Regions from separate parts of the Mus musculus genome. Here region 2 is linked to region 1. A link is a contact called in public promoter capture Hi-C data. All regions are on one chromosome and are shown on one strand. The core of a region is the stretch at or near the end of the contact, and the rest is flanking DNA. Distances in the headings are between cores, read along the strand shown.

Region 1 (3,470 bases), core at 970-3,469:
TAGCTTCCACCAGCTTAGCCAGAGCACCCTTGTCTTCCCTGGAAAGGCAATGAGGAAGGTCTCGTTACTGTTTAAGAAGCAGGAGTAATAAACCCTTCCCTCCCTGCCTTTTTGCCTCAGACAACAGTGTGACCACATAGTTGATTCAGGTGAAGAAATTCCTAAGCATCACTGGCAAATGGTCCAAAGCTGTGAGGGTAAGGTGTGGGCGCATAAATACTCACGAGTTAACCTGTGTGAAGGCAACGGTGGTGCATGTCTTCCTGTGGACCAGGTGCCCCAGCCTGGCCTTTCCCTTGATGATGCAGTAGGGCACCCCCATCTTTCGACACAGAGCAGGTAGGAAAACCACCAGCTAGAAGCAAACATGAGCTGTAGGTTGTTTTGGCAGAAGCAACAGCTAGCTGCACAGATACTTTGTGGCAATTGCTCAGGGTTAAAAAGCTCAGTAATTGCACTTCAAGGTCACTTCAGTCAAAGATTGACATCATTGCAAGAGCCACACCAATCTTTTCCCCAGCTCTTCAAACCCAGCAAGAGATCCCAACCTTCCAGAAGCCACACAGAACCTCACACCTACCTCAATGGGGTCTACGTCATGGGCAATCACCACCAGCTGAGCCTTCTTGTTCTCCACCAAGGTGGTGACTGTATTGACTCCTGGAACATACAACACAACCACTTTGCCTGTGTGCTCCGGCTGCTGCAGTCACAAAAATGCAGCTCCACTAAGCTGCGACTCAGGGTTAAAAAGCTCGATTTACTCTTCACAATATTTTCAGGTGAAGAAATTCACACATCACTGCACAGCCTGCCTTACCATCCTCCCTTTGGGGGGTGGGGGGGACGGGCAGGGAAGCACTGACCTGCTCGGAGGACAGGTGGTCTCTTAGTTGGGACGTCGCCTTTGCCAGCAGCTTTCTTCTCAGCACGGGCCAGTAGCCTTTGCTTCTTCTCTTGCTTTGTCTCTGGCCTGTACTTGTGGGCAAGCTTAAGCAGCTGAGTAGCTGGAAAACACATTCAATTGGACTCTAAGCCTGAATCCCTTTAAAGGCGCTGGGGCTATTACTTGGCCAGCAATCTCACGCCCAGGCCCAATTCTAACCTGTCACTTAACCTGGCATTGAAAAGTTGTGTCTGACCTCCTAGCCCTGAATGGCTGTGGCTCATGCCATTAATACCAGCACTCATGAAACAGGCAGCAATGCTGAGCTCCACAACTAGAGACCCTGATCCCCCAACAAAACCACCCTATTGTGGTACACTGATGAGACGGCAGGAGGTCAACACGGGGATCCTTCCTCAACTGCTTCCTCACCAAATCCCGCCCATTCCAGGTGGAGGGACTGGGGACCCCCTTCCACCTCTCTCTTCATAGCTGTATTAGTGTGGCCATGCACTGCAGTAAGGGCAAACTCGGGGCCAGTTTCTGGCTCTGGGGCCCGGAACCTCACCTGTCTGCCTGTCCAGGGCCTGGGTGAACTGGTTAATGGCAGGAGGGACTTTGAGCCGCTTGTAGAGGATAGCTCTTTGCCGCTGCAGTCTGATGTAGCGGGGCCATTTGACGAAGCGCGTTAAATCTCTTTTGGGCTGGATGTCCTGTCCTGGGAAGTTAAGAGGGACACTGTGACCGAGGCCTCTCCTCGGGCCGGCCTGCAGCCGAGGCAGTACCCAGGGCAGGAGGGCGTCGGTGCATCAGCGATCTTGGTGGTTCTAGTGTCATCACCACTCATCTGATAGCAAATATTCTGTCACATCATCTGCACACGACCACCATTCCCCTTCTCACACCAGCCGAGCATGCGCAGTGGCGGCTGCTCGGGACGGTGCCCGGCTCTCATTCAGTCCATTGCCCGTCAAGGCGCCTTGCCCTTGTGACACGCCGACGCCACTCCTTACCAATGCCGAAGTTCTTGGGCCTCTTCTCGAACAGAGGGTTGACCACCTTCTTGGCCTCCTGCTTCTTGACGACGGCGGGGGCCGGGGCCACCTTCTTCCCCTTGGCCTTCTTCCCTTTGGGCTGTACGGAAGAGAGAAACCCGTGCCATCGGGCAGCGGAGTCATTGCCTGTGAGTCGGTCGCTGTGGCTCCCTTTCCGCGAGGGACCCCGAGGAGACAGGGACGGCGGAGAACGCCGCTGACGGGCGACGGGCGGCGGATGGAGGCGGATAGCGCGGGGGCCCAGAGACACTCACCATCTTGCTCGGCTGCTGGAGAAAGAAAGAAGAGGGAATTGTGGGGGATAAGTAAGTGGCCGCAGATATCGCGAGAGCAGGCGCCCTCGCGGGATTTCGGATTTAAAGCGACAAGGACCCACTTCGGACTCTGACAGAGGGGCGGAGCCTGAGCGGGGGCGTGTCGGGCCGCGGCTGCGCGTTCGTCCAGGCGGGCGGGCCCTGGCACCGGACCGCAGGCTCCGAGAGGCGGCGGGAGGCGCCAGGAGTGAACGGAAGCCGCGGGAAGGAGCGTGCGGGTGCTTTGTTCCCTCGCCGTAAGGGCCTGCTGCCGGGCGTGTGTTCGTGGACGGAGCTGTTGTATCGGAAATCCCGGTCCCCAGCCCTCAGTACTCGGTTCGGGCCGGACCAGACTGGTTCTCGTCCAGGGCCCGCCATGGCCCAGCAGAGAGCCCTTCCCCAGAGCAAGGAGACGCTGCTGCAGTCATACAACAAGCGGCTCAAAGACGACATCAAGTCCATCATGGACAACTTCACCGAGATCATCAAGACCGCCAAGGTGTGTGGTAGCTGTTCCGAAGCCATTGGAGAAGGCTGGGACTGGTTTTCCCTGGGGCCTGGGTACAGGGGTGAGGAAAGCAGAGGGAATGTGACTCACCTGACCGGTGCGGGTAGGAGTGAAGAGGCGTTAAAAGTAATGGGACAGCAGATAAATAGAAGAGCCAAATAGTGACAAGCACAGAGCAGAGAGGAGAACTCTGGCCCGTTTGCCAGGGCTCTACGTTAGTTACTGAGCACTAGCCACCTGGGCTGAGGTTTACCCTTGCCATAGATTCTTGTGATGACTGGTGAGTTTAACCCTTAAACACCACAACCCTCATGTTGTGGTGACCTCCAGCCATAAAATTATTTTTGTTGCAACTACAGAACTGTTGTTACCCTTTGAGTCGTAAATGCCAGTGTTTTCCGATGGTCTTAGGCAGCCCCTGTGAAAGGCAATCCACAGGTTGAGAAATGCTGTTCTATTTAAATAATTTCTGAGAAGCCTCAAGCCCACTGAGGTCTGTGTTAGGCTCCAGCTGGTCCACCTGTAAGCTTAAACTCAGAGATCAGAAAGTTTGTCTTTTTAATCCTTTATTGAACATCTTTTCTTTCTTTTTAAGATTTATTTATTTAAGGACTGGAGAAATGGCTCAGTTAAGAGTACTGACTGCCCTTCTAGAGGTCCTGAGCTCAATTCCCAACAACCACATGGTGGCTCACAACCATCTGTAATGAGATCTGATGCCCTCTTCT
Region 2 (3,384 bases), core at 356-2,855, 3.1 Mb before region 1:
CTAGGACTTTCACAGCTTTGGGCTTTTTAAGTGTGATTAAAAAAATTATATCTTATTATTTTTATGTTTATGGATGTTTTGCCTGCATGTGTGACTGCACGTCAAGTGCATGTCTAGGGCTTTCAGAGGCCGGAAAGAGTGTCAAATCTCCCTGGAACTGGACTTGCAGACAGTTATTAGCTGCCACGAGGGTCCTGGGAAGTGAACCTGAGTGTCTTGGAAAAGCAAGCAGCCAGTGTTCTTAATCTTTGAGCTCTGAGTATGATTTTTGGAATCCTTGGTGATGTTTGCAAAGCAGTCCTTGTTAGGAAGACTTTTCTATGGCTTTTTATTATCCCTCCCAGTGCTGCTAATCTAATCGGCCTTCCTGGCCTTGGCTGCTCTGCTGAGGGGCATCCTGTCCCTGGGTGGTGCACTGAGAACAGGACCACGGCAGGCTTCCTAGTCTCAGAAAAGAGGAAATAGACCCAGAGGCCTAAACTAGCAGATGGTTGTCTAGAGGCTCCAGGCTTGGTTTGGGGGATCAGGCAAGCCACCTGTAAGATCTTACTGGGTGACTTTGGACGATTCCATATCTGACTGTAAGAGGCACAGGAGTAATAACAATTGAGCTATAGGGGTAGTTCATTGGTAGAACATAGGAGCTGGCATGCAGAAAGCCCGGGGTTCAACCCCAGCACTTCAAAAAGCAAACCAGCTAACTAACAAGCAAGCACACGGAAGGCTAAGGATTTAATAAGATAAACACTCATTTCTAAGCCTCTGCCGGCAGTGGTGGCGCACGCGTTTAATTAATCCCAGCACTCGGGAGGCAGAGGCAGGCGGATTTCTGAGTTCAAGGCCAGCCTGATCTACAAAGTGAGTTCCAGGACAGCCAGGGCTATACCGACAAACCCTGTCTCGAAAAACAAAAGAAACAAACAAAAAAACCCAAACAAACATAAGCCTTTGGGTGCTTGGCTTGACACACTATAGGCACGCACTAACTTGTAGTTAACATTTCGTGTGTGTTGAGGACTGAACCTGGGGCCATCTATCATTGAGATCAACTTCTCCTGTGGTTAGTCTCGAATTTTAATTTAACAAGCATTTTATTTTATTGTTTATGTAAATTTATTATTAGGCCTCCCATCCATTCAATCCCACGTTCGATCTGTGTATGATCTATTTCATTCCATTCATTGGAAATGATGCCAACTCAAATGGCGCAAAGTACAGTTCTGGAGTAGTCGGCTGCTTCCAGCCCGGCCGGTTCTCCGGACCAGCATGGCCCACTAGGCCTGCGGCGGTCCTGCCTCTGCGCCCGGCCGCTCAGCGCCATCTTTGAACCTGGAGCCCACGCCTCACTTCCGCTCTTTTCCTTATACCACGAAGAGCTGTTCCGGACCCCCAAATGGCCTCTGGGCATAGGGCAATCCCAAATCGCTGCGGTTTTGTTGTATTGGCTGATAAACATTTTCATTATTTTTCTTCTGGGCCTTAAAGACGATGCTGTAACCAGTTCAAAAACGGCGCCCACAGCTTCACTTCCTCTCGTCGGACTTCCGTTTGTGGGGGGCGAACCCGCTAAGGTCACGTTCCAGGGCGCAGGCGCGAGAGGGCGGGACCGTCGCCATGGCAATGTGCGCGTCGCCCAGGCCTTTTCGGCGCGTTGGAAGCGCTGGAGCTGCTGCCCTGGCTGCTGGCGGGGCTGGCGGCGCCGAACGGCGAGGGCGGCCTGCGCCTCTTCAGGATGAGACCCTGGGCGTGGCGTCCGTGCCCTCGCAGTGGAGGAGCGTCCAGGGGATCCGCGGGGAGACGGTGAGGGCGCGGGCCCGCTATGGCAGCGCGGGCGGGAAGGCCTGGCGCAGCGTTGTGTTTTCACGGCTTTTTTGTTTTTGTTTTTTCGAGACAGGGTTTCTCTGAGTATCCATCCCTAGCTGTCCTGGAACTCAGAGATCCGCCTGCCTCTGCCTCCCAAGTGCTGGGACGAAAGGCGTGCGCCACCACTGGTCCGCGTGTTTTCATGTTTTAATGAAAAAACTCACAGATGCTTTCGCGTTAGCCTTTTTTTCGGTCTCTGAGGAGAAAGAAACCAACCAACGAAAACAAACAACAACAAAAGCAAACCAGGACAACAGAACTCTTAGGGGTCCCATGCTGTCGTTAAATGACATGTAGTTAATTTACATGGTGGATCGTGCACGTGTCACAGCGCCTGTGGAGGTCAGAGGAGAACTTTACACAAGGTTGTTATTTCTTTGCACCACGAGGGGCCTGGGAATCCAACTCAGGGTGTCATGCTTGGCTAAGTGCCCTTACCAGCTGAGCCATTTTTGGAAGTTTTTTTTTTTTTTTTTTTTTTTGTGAATAGCAGTTTTTAGGCATTTCAACTTGACATTATTGGTGTTTGAAATGGTCAGATACCTTGAGGGCTAGCTTGAACGGTTTTCTATGTTCCTTTGTTGTTGTTCTTTTGTTTGTTTGTTTGCTTTTGTTTTTGTGAGACATGAGTTTCACTGTGTGCCCTGGATGTCTTGAAACTTGCTCTGGAAACTAGGCTGGCCTTGAACTCAGAGATTGCTGGAATTAAAGGCCTCTCTCACCACTGCCCTGCTATGGTTTTCTAGTGTAACCCAAAAACATACAAATAATGAGATAACGGAGGCCTGATGCTGACCAACTGGTGTGTTAGGGATTCATCAGCAGGGAACCTGGAGATAGCTGCTTTCCCGGTGGTTGCAAGGATTACAGTAAGCCATGTATGTAGACAATGTACTGTAATGCCACATCGGTGTGTCATGTTACCGACAGAGCAGGGCTGAGGAACTGTTGGAAAAATGGATGTTGAGTGGCATTTGAGAAGACCAGATCAAGCGTGAGCACTGGCCGACTCTGGAGCTGGGGTCAGCACATTTGTTTGAGGTGTTGGAAGGGGCTGGAGAATCCTTGAGGAAAAGGGAGAGTGGTCCCAGGTTAGGCCAAAATGGGTAAGTAGAGACAGGTCAAGTAAAGTCTTGAAGAACTCACAAACGAAGACTGCTGTTGACCAGTCTGCCTCCAACCCAAGCCCCAGTGGTGCCTGCAGTCTTGTCTTGAGCCTTGTGGGCCTATGGTCTTATGCCCTGATCTGCTCTGTGTTCCAGGCCCTTCTCCGTGCCCTGGGACGTGGAAGCCCTTGCCGTGGAAAGCAAGAAGCGTGACCATGTTAGAGTACACTGTGTCCTTGCAGCAAGCCCGTGATTTGTGTCCTGGCCTAGCAGGGTGCTCTAAACAGCTCTTGCTTGCTGAGGAGATAGAGTTTGGAAGACTCCTGACTGAAATCATTAGTTCAGTCAAACTTCTTTTTTTTTTTTTTTAAAGATTTATTTATTTTTCCCAGCACTCAGGAGGCAGAGGCAGGCA

Evidence for each region. Promoter capture Hi-C pulls out the DNA fragments that hold promoters and counts their contacts.
Region 2: a contact with region 1 is called in a promoter capture Hi-C map of cranial neural crest. The contact joins the promoter of Wdr34 here to the promoter of Rpl7a in region 1.

Annotation. Positions count from the first base shown.
Region 1 is chr2:26,909,556-26,913,025 of GRCm38.p6, reverse strand. Rpl7a (ribosomal protein L7A) reads right to left here and starts at 2,219. Exons shown (of 8, transcript NM_013721.3): 1 at 2,196-2,219; 2 at 1,900-2,020; 3 at 1,455-1,604; 4 at 867-1,007; 5 at 581-660; 6 at 225-355; 7 at 1-38. The coding sequence starts at 2,198. Med22 (mediator complex subunit 22) reads left to right here and starts at 2,384. Exons shown (of 4, transcript NM_001033908.1): 1 at 2,384-2,733. The coding sequence starts at 2,611. Gm23969 (a small nucleolar RNA gene) reads right to left here and starts at 1,765; the gene lies at 1,692-1,765. It overlaps LOC115489587 (a small nucleolar RNA gene), which reads right to left and starts at 808; the gene lies at 735-808. It also overlaps LOC115489586 and LOC115489588.
Region 2 is chr2:30,047,100-30,050,483 of GRCm38.p6, reverse strand. It overlaps Wdr34 (WD repeat domain 34), which reads left to right and starts at 1,605. Exons shown (of 9, transcript NM_001008498.2): 1 at 1,605-1,800. The coding sequence starts at 1,615.